Linked DNA regions of Sus scrofa: region 1 is linked to region 2. A link is a contact called in public HiChIP or PLAC-seq data. All regions are on one chromosome and are shown on one strand. Each heading gives the region's core, a stretch centred on a gene start, on an enhancer-like site or on the middle of the called end of the contact. The rest is flanking DNA. Distances are from core to core; before and after follow the strand shown. Region 1 overlaps ADIPOR2 (adiponectin receptor 2). Region 2 has its middle 43 kb from the start of ADIPOR2.

Evidence for each region. HiChIP or PLAC-seq counts read pairs in DNA pulled down with a chosen protein or histone mark.
Region 1: a contact with region 2 is called in an H3K27ac HiChIP or PLAC-seq map of skeletal muscle. The contact joins two enhancer-like sites. A contact is called at or near these places in 1 of 5 promoter capture datasets (liver), 16 of 47 Hi-C or Micro-C datasets (adipocytes, embryonic fibroblasts, epiblast stem cells and 7 more) and 2 of 2 datasets of contacts at active chromatin or transcription factors (alveolar macrophages and skeletal muscle).

What each region holds. Positions count from the first base shown.
Region 1 is chr5:68,800,639-68,807,603 of Sscrofa11.1, reverse strand. ADIPOR2 (adiponectin receptor 2) reads right to left here. Exons shown (of 7, transcript NM_001007192.1): 4 at 6,870-6,965; 5 at 6,513-6,700; 6 at 4,436-4,629; 7 at 2,670-2,798. The coding sequence ends at 2,670. CACNA2D4 (voltage-dependent calcium channel subunit alpha-2/delta-4) reads left to right here. Exons shown (of 36, transcript XM_021092500.1): 36 at 1-2,512. Among named protein-coding and RNA genes, the nearest start is that of LRTM2, 18 kb to the left of the region's middle. Within about 2 kb of position 2,938, at least 4 of the 83 cell types and tissues checked have an H3K27ac peak or open chromatin away from gene starts, as enhancers often do. A contact at or near this core is called in skeletal muscle, where this site is marked.
Region 2 is chr5:68,736,607-68,743,897 of Sscrofa11.1, reverse strand. No RefSeq gene overlaps it. Among named protein-coding and RNA genes, the nearest start is that of ADIPOR2, 43 kb to the left of the region's middle. Within about 2 kb of position 3,702, at least 21 of the 83 cell types and tissues checked have an H3K27ac peak or open chromatin away from gene starts, as enhancers often do. A contact at or near this core is called in skeletal muscle, where this site is marked.

The DNA.
Region 1 (6,965 bases), core at 1,689-4,188, 64 kb before region 2:
GACAAGATACTGGGGGAGAAATTCCTGAAATCCCTCTTCCTTTGCATGACCAAGAGCAAGAGAGCTTTCAAAACACTGGTAGCCCTCTGAGTACACACCCCCTAAATGTCCTAGGCTAGTCTATTTAGTATAGAAAACCTCTCTGGTGGCCAAAAAATACTATGAATAATTCCACAAGATCTTACTTAACTTGAACAGTCAGTTCCTGGAGAGCTTTTTCAGTCTGGGCTCCAGCACTCAAGGGAAGTTTCCAAAATTTTAAGCTTCAGTGTCTAAATTGCAGCTTTAAGCAAGAAGTACCAAAAGCTATGGCGTTAAGGCAGTGTAAAAACAGAAACCCCCAAGAAAAGTTCATGTTCCATTTGGTTCTTTTTATTAGAAGTTGAGAACACAGCAAGTAGGGAAATCCCATGGGGAAGGGAACCACCACACAAATGCCTCTCCGGAACCCCAACCTATGATCCCCAAAGTGTGCTTTGTGGCTTCAGCAATTTATAAAGGGGAAGGGGGACAATACTGAAAAGGCCACTATTTAATGGTGAGAGGATGAAGCTGTAGAGGTCCTAACCAGCCCAGGGCCCAAAGGAAATTAAAAATCTGCAGAGCAAGCGAGCCCCTGACTGCTGAGAGTAAGGCATCCAGGCGCCAACCTGTGAGGGTTCTCAGCGAGCTGGTAAGACCGCGGAGGTGGGGAACGGGCTGCGCGCAGACATACACGGAAGTGGGCCCCCCACCCCGAGGTCAGGGGGCGCGTCGGTGGCATTTATTCCTTTTCTCCTAAGGGTTTGTGCTATGTTGAACCAGGCCAGCTCCGTTGGGGTGTGGGGCAACAAGGGCCCAGACTGCTACTGCCACTGGTGGCACAGGGCTGCCTTGGGCCCTCTGACTCCCCAGGGCATGACCACAGAGCAAGCCTGGCTTCTGATATGTGTTGCTGCTCCCATAAAACGGAGGATGTTCCCTCCAGAGGCCATGGCCCAGCCGGGCGGGCTGCCCCAGGGAAGTAATACTGTTCCTTGTCCTGCTGGGCACGGCAGCAGCTCAAGTCGTTCACTGGGTCTACCCAGGACCCAGGGCAGTGACCTTGCTCAGAACCACAACACTCAAGTTCTCCCCAAGGTCCACGGTGGAGTCTTCCTTCCTGGCTCCCACTTGCTGGAGATGGGAGGGGACGAGAAAGGAGAAACAGAACCAAGGAAACACTCCACACTGACATCACAGGGGCCACCTCTGGGACAGAAGCAGCCTTTTTCCACTCCAAGAATCCCTTCAAAGACATCTTTAGGGATTCTACCAGACTCCCTGGCAATAACATACCGCATTTCCTTTTAAAACTTCCCACCACACTATCCCTAAAAAGGGGGGTCCTGGGAATGCTGGTAACTCTGTGGTGGGTAGGTAATAGCAATGCCTTGTAAGCATTCCACTGGCTTTGTTTCCGTCTGTCACCTAGGTTTACCAGGACAGTTAACACAGATGAAACTTGCCTGATGCAAAGGAAGCCCATGGAAATGAGTCAGGAGGCACCTGGACCCAAAAGAACCTCTTTTGTGGCTGGCTCCACGCCAAGAACTATGATGCCAGGGAAAGGTCGATCTTCATTCCCAGCAGGAGGAAGACTACCTCAGGGCAGTGCTTTTAACAGAGCGAAACTCACAGGGATTTCCAGAGCTCCGTAGCAAAAATACAGAGAACTGTCCCCTCGCAACCAGTAAGCTGAAGGGGATGCCAGGAAGGAATGAGGTCTGATACTAAGAGTCTCCCCTCTCCAACCCCTCTGCCAAGTAGATGGCTCTGCTCCTTAGAAAGGGCCACTGTCAAGAGTAGACAAGTCAGTCTCGCAAACAATACCATCACTAGAGCCTTGATCTAACACATCCTGATAGCCTTTCACGTGCTATTTCCACCGGGAACATACATGCACTTCCTTCCACCTCGGGGCCACAAGGGCACTCAGGCGTAAGAGTGGCCACGTGATTGCTGGGCTGGACGCTCTGCCCCACCAGGGCCCAAGGTGTGCCAGCCTTCCGAAGGCACCTGGGTGCACAAGGCATTATACATTCCAGGGCTGTCACCTGATCATCCTAGTCACTTGTGCAAAATTGAAACAGTGTGTGGTACTTGCATGTTTCGTTCTATACAAAAATTCTCCCTCCCTCCCCTACCCCTATGTTTTAAACATTTATATAAATTTGTATTTAAACAGTAAGTTAGAAATCTTATTTACATTAATTTCTTTGTTCTCCCAAAAGAGCATCTAAAAGTACACTCTCACCCCTTAATAGAATATAAATGTTCACCGAAATTGGTCTGTATTATTGTTTGAAGGAGAGGAAGGGAGAAGGAACCTCCAACTACACTGTCCCCACGTCTAGAAATGAGCAGGATACCGATCAGAAGCCAGTTTGCCTGGGGTCTCATGGAGCCCTCAGCCAGCAGCGCCAAGAACAAGTCAGGGTTCGGGCGTCTTTCCTCTTCCCCACCCTTTGAGGTGTGATTTATTTGTTTTCTCTTCCCAGTCATGGACCGCATGGAGCCCTGGGGCGTCACAAGGCCCCTGAGGCTGCCGCATTTGGGGCTCCTCTGGTCCTGGCATCGAGGGCCAGCGAGGGAGGCCTGCAGGTGCCGCAGGCCCCGGTCGGGGTCATAGTCCCGGCTCCTGGCAGGTGTCACAGTGCCTCCTCTTCACTGCAGCCTCCGCCGATCATGAAGCGAAACTCCTGGAGGTTCGAGACGCCATGGAAGTGAACGAAAGCGCCAGCCACCACGAAGATGTGAAACAGCTGATGAGAGTGAAACTGGAGAGCAGCGGGGCAGGGGGAGACGACATTATTAAAAATTGGCCGAAGATTTTAAGATCGTGTATACTGAGCAGGGAGAGCGAGGATGGATGGACGTGACAGAACTCGAGTTGGAGGCACTGAAGCTCCGGGAAGATCCATTAAGCGTATCACTTTCTGCTGAGGCCGAGGCCAGCTGTGCCCACAGAAGTCAAGCTGTGGCCCTAAGCTCACGTACACACTTGACACTGGAGGACTTGGCAGACTTGGGGCAGACTCAGGGGTGTTTTCCTCGGTATTCATGGGCTCAGCACTAGGGCCCTGGTCATTTAAAAGCTGCTCTAGGAAAACGGAGGGACTTCCAGGATGGGGCACAGTCAACCATCAGGCAGCCAGACTTCAGCTCAAAGATGCTAAAATTACATGTATGAGATGTGACTTCAAAAGACTAGGAATACAAGCCCTTTTACTTCCTTCTCAAGCCAGAAGCTTCTACAAGCATGTGACAGGTCTGATTTAACCTGTTCTGTTGAGGACTAGGCTAGTACACACCTTAAAAGGGGATATGGTATTTGCTCAGTGCACCAAATATCACTTGCAGAATCACACTATTCTCACCCAGGAACTTCCACATGCCACAGGCGCGGCCAAAACAACAATATAACAAAAAAACACTATTCTCTCATTTTAGTCTCCAAATGAAAAAGTACAATGGCAAAACTAATTATCAAGGGACAGACACTGATTTTAGAAGAGATGCTTCCTATAAAAGCAATGGGGATTCATTTGCAGAAAAGGGGGGAGGGTGGTAAAATTTCTCCATTATCAACATCAAAACTATGATGAGGTGATCTCAGAAAGATATATCTGATCATCTGAACTTCAAAAGATGAATTAGGATTTTCTCTCTTTTTAAAGAGTAGCTAAACTAAATCTCTGAAGAGACTAGAAGATCAGCTCAGTCTATATAATCAGTAACTGGCTGAGGAACAGAATTCTGGAAGGCCAAATTCCCTATCAAACACCACTGTACTGTTGAAAATATCTCAGGCCATCTTTAGTTACAAGATGTTCTGTCTCCTGGGCCCTGTACTTTTTTTCCCCCTCTCTTAACAACTGTAGTTATCCCATCTCCTCTTCCAACCAAACACAGATACCAGTCTTTTGTTACAAGTCGCTGAATTTTGGTATCAAAAAGGACCTCAGTAAAAATCTGGCCTATCACCCTCCTCCCATACACCAGGAAACCAGACAAAGAAGACTTGCGGGATAGTGCACAGCAGCAGACAGAAATTCCACGCCTGCCACTTAATAGCCAGGGATGCTGGATAAGTAGTTACCTAATCTCCCTGAACCTCATTTCCGTATCTCTGAAATAAGAACACTGTTAACAGCTGCTACACTTTACAAGGCCAATGTATTTAAAGAGACCATCCATGTAAAGTACTCCCTCAGTACCGTGCCAGGCGCCAATAAATGTTAGTTATTATTGCACTTATTGCCCAAAGAGACACAGCTAAGGAGGGAAAGCTGAGGGCTAGAATACAGATCTCTGGATTTTGTGTCTAAAACTTTTTCAACTATTTCACTTCCCAGTCTGCCAACAACCCACCAACAGATGGACGAATACACACTAAGCCCGTGACCACACTTACCCAGATGTCACACTTGCCGGGAAAGAAGCGTTCAGGGATGCGAGCAGCATAGAGGGCAGCGCCTGTGATGTAGAGGCTGGCCATGAGCATCAACCAGCCAATCTGCCCTATGGTGGCAGCTTTCAGGAACCCCTCTGAGATGACATAGTGCAGGGTAGGAATGATTCCACTCAGGCCCAGGCCCAAAAACACTCCTAGGGGTCAAGAAAAGAACAGTAAAAATGCAGAAGAGAAACAAGGAAGAACAACTTGGGCAATCGCAGTACCTGTGATTCCGTAAGCTGAATATCCCTAAGCAGGATGCAACATTAGCCTCTTGTTTGAAAGGAAAAAGGGCTCTTCAAGCTCTGTCTGGGGTTCTGCCACGCAAGACAGCACAGCCAAGTTCTAGACAAGAGTCTATTTACAATCGCAAAGAGCCTCCTGCTGACAAAGGCTCATCTTAACAAGTCAGTCGTCTCCAGGGGTTTGGAATTAGGGTGCTCAGTGTTCCAGGAACAGACAGCTCGGGGAGTTGGCTTAAAGCAGTGCTAAATGCTGCTTCTTTAAACACACAGATTAGGGTAGAGAGCAGTTTTACACATTTATCTTTCTTAAAGTCCCAGGGTGGAGGGTGGGAGAAGCGATGAGAAAGGTGCCCTGGACAGCCCAGGCCCCAGGGTACCAGTCAGGTACAGAAATCTATCAGCCTGGCTCCACCACAGCCAGACTGCCATCAAAGTCAGAGGCTTTCAAACTTCTGGATATGACCTAGATTACAAGATAAACTGAATCGGATCAGCAACTTTTTAAATGAACTAGACTAAAAAAAATATCAAGGAGTTTCCGTCGTGGCTCAGTGGAAGTGAACCTGACTAGCATCCATGAGGTTGCAGGCTCAATCCCTGGCCTCAGTGGATTAAGAATCCAGTGTCACAGATGCAGCTCGGATCCTGCGTTGCTATGGCTGTGGTGTAGGCCGGCAGCTGCAGCTCCGATCCAACCCCTAGCCTGGGAACCTCCATATGCCCAGGGAGCAGCCCTAAAAAGCAAAAAAAAAAAAAAAAATCAGACTGTCAGGTGGAGGGTTAGGTATCAGTTTTTCCAAGTTTTATACAGTGAATTTATGTATTACATACATGTTTTTAAGGTTATAATAGAAAATGTCATGATCAAAAAGGTTTAAAGGTAACTTGGATCTAAAACTATTTTGAAATCTGCATCAACAAAGCACACAGGAAGGCCTCACAGCAGCCAGTAACTGCTCCCGCATTTTGACACACAGTTAATAATGACCTTTGCAAAACAAACTGTCACTTGGTAGGCTTCCTCAAAAGACACAGAGTCTATTTCTTGCTTTGGACATTACAATAAGCACTACCGTGCAACCGTACCCCTTGCACACTTGGGAATGAGAGAGGTGTCCAGGAGGGCAGAGCAGAGGCAGTGCTGCCTCAGAGACACACGAACAAGAGAGCCAAAGCGGTGACTACCTTTCCCACCTCCCCTTCTCCTGACAGAAAGCTTCCGCAGTCCTGTTCTCTCACTGCTCTTTTCTTCCCTGGGCTAAGCAGAGGCTGCTAGTGGTCAAAGCCAAAGGCTCAGGAACGTGGTTCTGATGGGTACAGAGCAGCCCTTGCGGCTCCACTTGCTCCAATCAGCAAAGACATTCCCAGGTCACATGCCCCGCAGACAACCCTGGCTGAGCACAGCTGGTGAGACCCAGCTCCCCTGCAGCGTGTACGATGGAGCTTCTGTCTACAGAGTAATTTTCCCATCCAAGACCTGTTCGCCTCAAGACTGAGGGCCATCAAACAGAAAGGGGATTGACACCTGTAGTAGGACCCTGTGGGGTCCCTCCCAGGCAGGAAAGCCGTACCATGTCCCCCATTTCTTGTTTGTAGAGAAAAGGTTTCAGCCTCCTGGACCTTCCCTGAGGTCCAAAAGGCAGATTCAAACAGTTACCGACTGGAGGAGTGAGGGAATGCAGAGAAAGAACACAGGGCAGTGCAGGCCAAGGCCCGTCCCTCCTCCAGGGAAACACATGGCTTCTGGCCCATGAATGAGTGTCCAGGACAGCACCTCCCCACGCTCTTACCTGCTCTTACTCCCCGATACTGAGGGGTGGCGAACATGTCCCATTGGGAGACGATGATGGCTGCGATGCCCAGCACACAGATGACAATCAAGTAGATGAAGCAAGGTTGCGGGTTACAGTAGAAAGAATAATAAAGCCAAGGAACAAAACTTCCCATGATCAGAAGAGCAATCCCGGAGTAATCTAGTCTAGAAGAGCAAAAAAATCCATTTCCTGTTAAAAATAACTGCCTGCTACAGGTTCCAATCAAAGTTCCCAGCAGATGGTATCAAGGATTCTGCCAATTCTGCTGGAAGTACTTTCCTGACCCACCGACTCTAAGTCACCAACCAAAATATGGCCTTTACAGGTACTTACTTAGAGAAGAGCCGGGAGACCCCTTCCGAATGGCAGTAGACTGTGTGGAACAGCCACGAAAAAGAAAGGCAGAGAATGGCCCCCAAGAAGAATAAT
Region 2 (7,291 bases), core at 2,453-4,952:
GATCCCTGGCCTCACTTAGCCAGTCGAGGATCTGGCATTGCCGTGAGCTGTGGTGTAGGTTGCAGGCATGGCTTGGATCTGGCATTGCTGCGGCTGTGGTATAGACTGGCAGCTACAGCTCTGATTAGACCCCTAGCCTGGGAACCTCCATATGCCGTGAGTGTGGCCCTAAAAAAAAAGACAAAAAAAATTTTTTTTTTCTGTCTTTTTAGGGCCATACCTGATGTACATGGAGGTTCCAGGCTAGGAGTCCAATCGGAGCTGCTGGCCTACGCCACAGCCATAGCAACACCAGATCCAAGCCACATTTGTGACTTACACTGCAGCTTGCAGCAACACCCGATCCTTAACCCACTGAACAAGGCCAGTTATCAAACCCACATCCTCACGGATACTAGCCAGGTTCTTAACCTGCTGAGCCACAACGGGAACTCCACAACAGACTCTTAATACCTGCCCTTTTTTTTGTTTTGTTTTTTGGGGTTTTTTTTTTTGTTTTGTTTTGGCTGCCCTCGTGGCATGCAGAAGTTCCCCAGCCAGGGATCAGACCTGAGCCACAGCAGTGACCCAAGCAGCAGCAGTGACAACATTGGAGCCTTAACCTGCTGAGTCACAAGGGAACTTCAAAACCTGCTTTTGGTTTGTTTGCTCTTTATAATGATTATTTTTAAGTAGTATATTCTAATGGTTAAGTATATATATACACAGTAAGGGAGTTCCCGTTGTGGCTCAGCAGGTTAAGAACCCGGCTAGTACCCATGAGGATTCTCTTGCCTCGCTCAGTGGGTTAAGGATCCAGCGTTGTGTGAGCTGTGGTGTAGGTCACAGACATGGCTCAGATCTGGTGTTGTGGCTGTGGCTGTAGCGTAGGCTGGTGGCTCCAGTTCAGCCCCTAGCCTGGGAACCTCCCTGTGTCAGGAGTATGGCCATAAAAAGACCCCCCCCCCCAACACACACGTAAGAATATGCACTGAAGATAAGCCTCCTATCTTGACTTTACTTCCTGGTCCCCTCCCCAGTGGCCTTCTTTCCAGAGACGGTTCACAGATAATAAGCACATGGCTGCCTTTTTACGCAAAAGATTTCATCTCATACCCACTGATCTGAACCATGTTTTTTGAAAAAAATACAGAAAAGTAAGACTGTAATATGAAAAGTTCCCGCCACTCAGAGCTGATTAAAAACTAGCTATATTTTTCCCCCACAAAAAAAGAAATGTTACAGATAAAGTTGAAATTTTCTGTGACCTTCACAGGCAATCCTGTACCCCACCTCCCCTCCCCAGAGCTGAGCACTGTCAAGAATTTGCTAATCCTTTCAGTAATTTTGTTACTTTCACATACATACATATGTATATCTGTGAAAAACACACAGTATCATTTTGTGTGATTTTTTGCTTTCTAGGGCCACTCCCAAGGCATGTGGAAGTTCCAAGGCTAGGGGTCAAATAGGAGCTACAGCTGCCAGCCTACACCACAGCCACAGCAACATGGGATCCAAGCCACATCTTCGACCTACACCCCAGCTCATGGCAACACCAGATCCTTAACCCACTGAGCAAGGCCAGGGATCGAACCCGCAACCTCATGGTTCCTAGTCAGATTCGTTAACCACTGAACCACGACGGGAACTCTCCTGTGCATCTTTAGTAGGGCTTTAAAGTGTGATACTGGGAGTTCCCACTGTGGCACAGCAGAAACTAATCTGGCTAGTATCCATGAGGATGTGGGTTCAATCCCTGGCCTCTCTCTGTGGGTCAGGATCTGGAGTTGCCATGAGCTGTGGTATAGGACAGATGCGGCTCAGATCCCGTGTTGCTGTGGCTGTGGTGTAGGCCAGCAACTGTAGCTCTGATTCCACCCCTAGCCTGGGAATGTCCATATGCCAAGGGTGCGGCCCCCCAAAAAAAGTGATGATACTCATCGCTTTTGCTTCTTTCTCTTTCTCTCCTATCTTCCAGTTTCCTCTAAATGCCAGAATTAATCTGCTATCATTGTAACCCCAATTATACCTCATGTTTCTGGGTTTAGGGTCAGATCAACAGCTGGAGGTCACTCAGAGTTAATCCAGGTGAACCATGGAGGTTCAGCACAACCAAACGTTCTGGGTGGCCTGGAATTCACTTTGCCCTGGTGTGTATTTATAGGCTGTCCTAAAATTGCACCAAGTACTGGCACTACTGTTGTGACCTCTTACAACCTTGGGGTGCCCAGCACAACCTGGGCTGCTGAGACCACTTGGGCCCTGGTCTGACCTAACCCTAAGGCCATTGCAGGGGGTGCTGGCACAGGGGAGCTAGGGCCGTGGTGACTTTTCACTTCTTTCTCATTCTTTTTAGCTCCTTAAAATACTCCCATGGGAGTTAGGCTTCTCACAGTAAAAGGGAAAGAGAAGAAACAAAAATGAAGTGAACTTGATGCCATATGGAGTATTTGAAAGTTGCTAAGAGAGTAGATCCTAGGAGTTTTCTGGTGGCTCGGTGAGTTAAGGATCCAGCATTGTCACTGCTGTGGCTTGAGTTGATGCTGTGGTGCAGTGATCCCCAGCCTGAGGACTTCCACATGCTGTGGGGCCTGGCCAAAAAGAGAGAGAGAGTAGGTTCTAAGTGTTCCCTTCACAAGGAGGAAAATCTTTTAAATCTCTATAGGGTGATGGATTTAACTAAACTCACTGTGGTCATCATCTCACAATATGTGCGAGACAGGTCGCCATGCCGTTGCCCTAAAACTTACAGAGCACTGTGTGTCAATTACATTTCAAAAATGAAAAAGAGAGAAAGAAAGAAAGAAAGAAAGAAAGAAAGAAAGAACCCACTTCTTTACATGAAAAAATACAAAAAACAAAACAAAACAAAAAAAACACCTCAGTGTTCAGATTTCCAAACAATTTCCTTGCCCCTCTTTTGTTAAAAGATAAGCAGAAACAGTAGGTGTTCTGAGAGAGAAGATTTTTCTTAGCCTTTCTGGCCTGGACAGTGTCTGAAGTTGTGTACAGTGAACTTTGCAGAGGACACAGTTTCCCAAGATTGTTTAGCTCAGAGTGAAGGACATGGCACATGGGCAGGACATGTGACTGTCACGCAGGGCAGGTTCTTCGGACCAGTCACCCTGCATGCTCATATTTTGAGCAAACACTGGGACTTGGGTTTCTAAGCACAGCCAGCTTTGTAGGGGTGACACCCCAGTCACCTCCCTCTTCCAGCCGAGAGTCACCAGAACACAATGTCCCCATCTTATGAATGGGCATTGTTCTCAGAAAGAATTCCTAAATACTTTGTTTAGAACTGGAAGGCATTTTCCCAGATAAACTAGAGTATGCGTAATCCATACTATTCAGGGCAGCCCAAAAGGACCAACAGAAACCCCACCCTGAGTAGAGACCTGCCTCTCAGGAAACACCTTCCAGTTTGCAAGCTGAGGTCCTGGGACCCTTCCCTACCACCGCAGCCCCTCTGTGAGCAGGGCCACCAGCACGTCCCGGCACCAGGCTGGGCTGAGCCAAGGGAGGAAGGTGTTCTCTGCTGTGGCCTTGGGCCCCCCTGAGGACACAGTCCCGCCCTCCTGGTACAGACTGGTGGCCTTACTGCTTTGAGGCTTTGCGGACACAAGGGGATCCAGCAGTCAAGACAGACTGGAGGGCAGGAAAGCTGACATTCCGGTCCTGGGAGCTGGGGCGACATCTACAGAAGAGACACACTCTGGCCCTGGGGCTGATGTCCAAGGCCAGGGTCCCATTCATGGACCCAGGAGATGGGTGACCTCCTCTCCCCACCCTCATTCTCCCACCAGCTGAATTCTTGTCTTCTGAACTCAGATCCTGTGTGTTCACAGAGGGACAAGCAGTCAGCAACCTGTCCCCTTCCCTCAGGCCTCTCCCTGGTGACTGAAGGGAAGGGTGCTTTTTATTTTCTTGGCTGCACCCAAAGCATGCGGAAGTTTCCAGGGCAGGGATCACACCCACGCCACAGCAGTAACAATACCGGGTCCTTTAACCACTAGGCCACCAGGGAACTCCCTCCATTTTTTCTTTTCTTTCTTTTTTTGTTTTTTGGCCACAGGTACAGCAACACCGGATCCAAGCCAAGTCTGCAACCTACTCCACAGCTCATGGCAATGCTGGGTCCTTAACCCACTGATCAAAGGCAGGGATCGAACCCGCATCCTCATGGATACTAGTCAGGTTCATTTCCGCTAGGCCACAAAAGGGACTCCTCTTTTACTTTCTATGCAGTGGGTTAAGGCTGGGCAGGCAACCTCCCAACCCATCTCCTGGCTCCCACCCCTACAACCTTCCCTGGGTTACCTCAGTTCAGGCCTCTCCCTCCTCCTGCCACCCCCCACCCTCCAGGGGCCACGGTCCTGCCTGGCCCGAGGGCTTAACTCCTTATGCTGTGTTAGTTACATTGCCAGAACAAATTAAAATTTTCAGATAATCAAAAACAAAACAAACAAGCAAAAGGAACCCAACCGTTTTATGTAAAATGAACCCACCATGGGGCCTCTCTCTGTAATTCACACAGGCTGAGAATTACGGAGCTAGTTCTGCCATCCCGGCCTCACAGCGCCCGACTCAAGGCTTCCCCATCCCCTCTCTGTTTCAACATGTACACCAGATGCCCTTTCTTCACTCTGTGCAAATCTGTGTCCTTGGCTCTGCACGCCTTGATCTCTCACCTTAGATTCAGGACGGCCAAGTTCCTTCAGCTGTATGCCCCTATCAGAAGTTTCCTGACTCACCCTTCTTGTTCAAATTCACAGTGGCAAGATGGGGGAAGATTACTGTACACACCTGAGGCTCACAAGGAAACACACACCTCTGTTGCAGGTGACTACATCCTGTGATTACCCAGACATCCGCTGAGGAACCAGAAGGAGCTTGGAGTCGGTCAGCGTCAATTAGCAGCTGTGTGAGTCAGAGGATGTTACTCGACCTCTCTGAATCTTGTTTTCCCACCTGTAACTTGTGGATGGTAATGCCTACCTTGCAGAGGTACTGAGAGAATTATATACAATACATGCAAAGCAGCTGGTACAGTAAGGCCTCCACATGGTAGCTAGAGTTATTCCCACCTCGGCAGTGATGACCTTCAAACATGCAGAGAATTCGGCTACTTAAGAGCAAGGGCTAACCCATGCCACTTCCCGGCCTGAGCTCCACTGTTGTCACCCACATCTGGCATGCTGGCCAGACTAGGCACTCCCCTCATCTTTATTCCACACTCAACCTTTAAAAAAATAAGTAAAACAGGAGTTTCCGTGTGGCTCAATAGGTTGGGGATCAGGCACAGGTGGGTGCTGTGGCAAGGGTTCAATCCCTGGCCCAGGATTTCCTCAGGCTGCTGGTGGGGCCAAAAAAATTAAAACAACACTGAGGCTGATCTAATTCTTCCCAAATTGGTCCAGAGGAAAAATCTGAAGCTCCACTGGGCTGCCTGCAAGGACCATATACCCTTTTTTTTCTTTTTTTTCTCTTTTTAGGGCCACACCTGCAGCATATGGAGGAATCAAATTGGAGCTGTAACTGCCGGCCTACACCACAGGCAGGTGGGATCCAAGCCTCATATCTGTGACCTACAGGTCACGGCAACATCAGATCCCTAACTCTGAGAGAGGCTAGGGATCGAACCCATGGATGCTAGTCAGGTTCTTAACCCGCTGAGCCACGATGGGAACTCCCGCATGCCCAACTTTTTGAACCAAGGTGGGAGTCGCAGACCCTCAGCTGCAGCTGATGAAACAGTGACACCATGTGGCCTCACAGGAGCGCAGCGCAGCCCAGAACCGGCTCTGCGGGAGCCTGGTCCCAGCCAGGCTGGGAGAGGGGTTGGCTGTGTCAGGAAATGAAACATGAAGAAACAAAGCACCTTACACCTGCGAATGGACTCACATCCCACTCCCTGAATGCCCTTTCCGTCCACAGTCTAAGATTCCCAGGCTGGACAATCCATGCTCTCAAATCAGAAGGGACAAAAATCACGCTGGCCATTTATAAAGTCTCAAACACGTGCTGCCACTGCTCCAGAGGTCGTGGGACATTTACAGGAACATCTTGCAGTCCTTGTCCTACTCGGATATTTCTTTTTGGCAAAGGACTCAGACCTTGCAGAACTGGGATCCAGCGTTGTCACTACTGTGGCTCAGGTCACTGCAGTGGCACAGGTTCCATCCCTGGTCAAGGAATTTCCACATGCCCAGGGCATGGCCAAAAAAAAAAGAAAAAAAGAAAAACAACTTATGGTTATCAAAGGGGAGAGGTGGAGGGGGGATAAATTAGGAATGTGTGATTAACAGATACGCACTATCATATATAAGACAGACAAACAGCAAGGACCTACTATATAGCACAGGGAACTCTACTCCATATTCTGTAGTAACTGATATGGGTAAAGAATATGAAAAAGAATGAGTTTATAACTGATTACCTTGCTGTACACCTGAAATTAACACAATGTTATAAATCAACTATACTTCAATATAAAATAAAAAATTAAACTTTAGGAGTTCCCATTGTGGCGTAGCGGAAACAAATCCGACTAGGAACCATGAGGTTGCGGGTTCGATCCCTGGCCTTGCTCAGTGGGTTAAGGATCTGGCGTTGCCGTGAGCTGTGGTGTAGGTCGAAAACACAGCTTGGATCCTGAGTTGCTGTGGCTGTGGCATAGCCCAGTGGCTACAGCTCCAATTGGACCCCTAGCCTGGGAACCTCCATATGCTGCAGGTGCGGCCCTAAAAAGCAAAAATAAATAAATAAATAAACTTTTAAAATAAAAAAAAATTCTTTAAAAAAATTAAATGGCCTCTGGGAATCCAGCAAACCTATGGGAGAAGACAATTTCAAATCAGGGACTTGCAAAGGAGTTGGTTGTTCTAATAGGCAGAACAGAGCAGAGTTCCCGTCGTGGCGCAGTGGTTAACGAATCCGACTAGGAACCATGAGGTTGCGGGTTCGGTCCTGCCCTTGCTCAGTGGGTTAACGATCCGGCGTTGCCGTGAGCTGTGGTGTAGGTTGCAGATGCAGCTCAGATCCCTGTTGCTGTGGCTCTGGCGTAGGCCGGGGGCTACAGCTCCGATTCGATCCCTAGCCTGGGAACCTCCATATGCCGAGGGAGCGGCGCAAGAAATAGCAACAACAACAACAAAAAAAAGACCAAAAAAAAAAAAAAAAAACCAGAGCCCCCAGTCCCAGAAAGCATATTAGAGGGCCTGGGGCCCCTAGAAACAATCTACATCCTTTTGGCTTTAAAATAAAGTTGCTTAAACAGTTCCCCTTTCTCTGGTGTCTTTTATAGGGC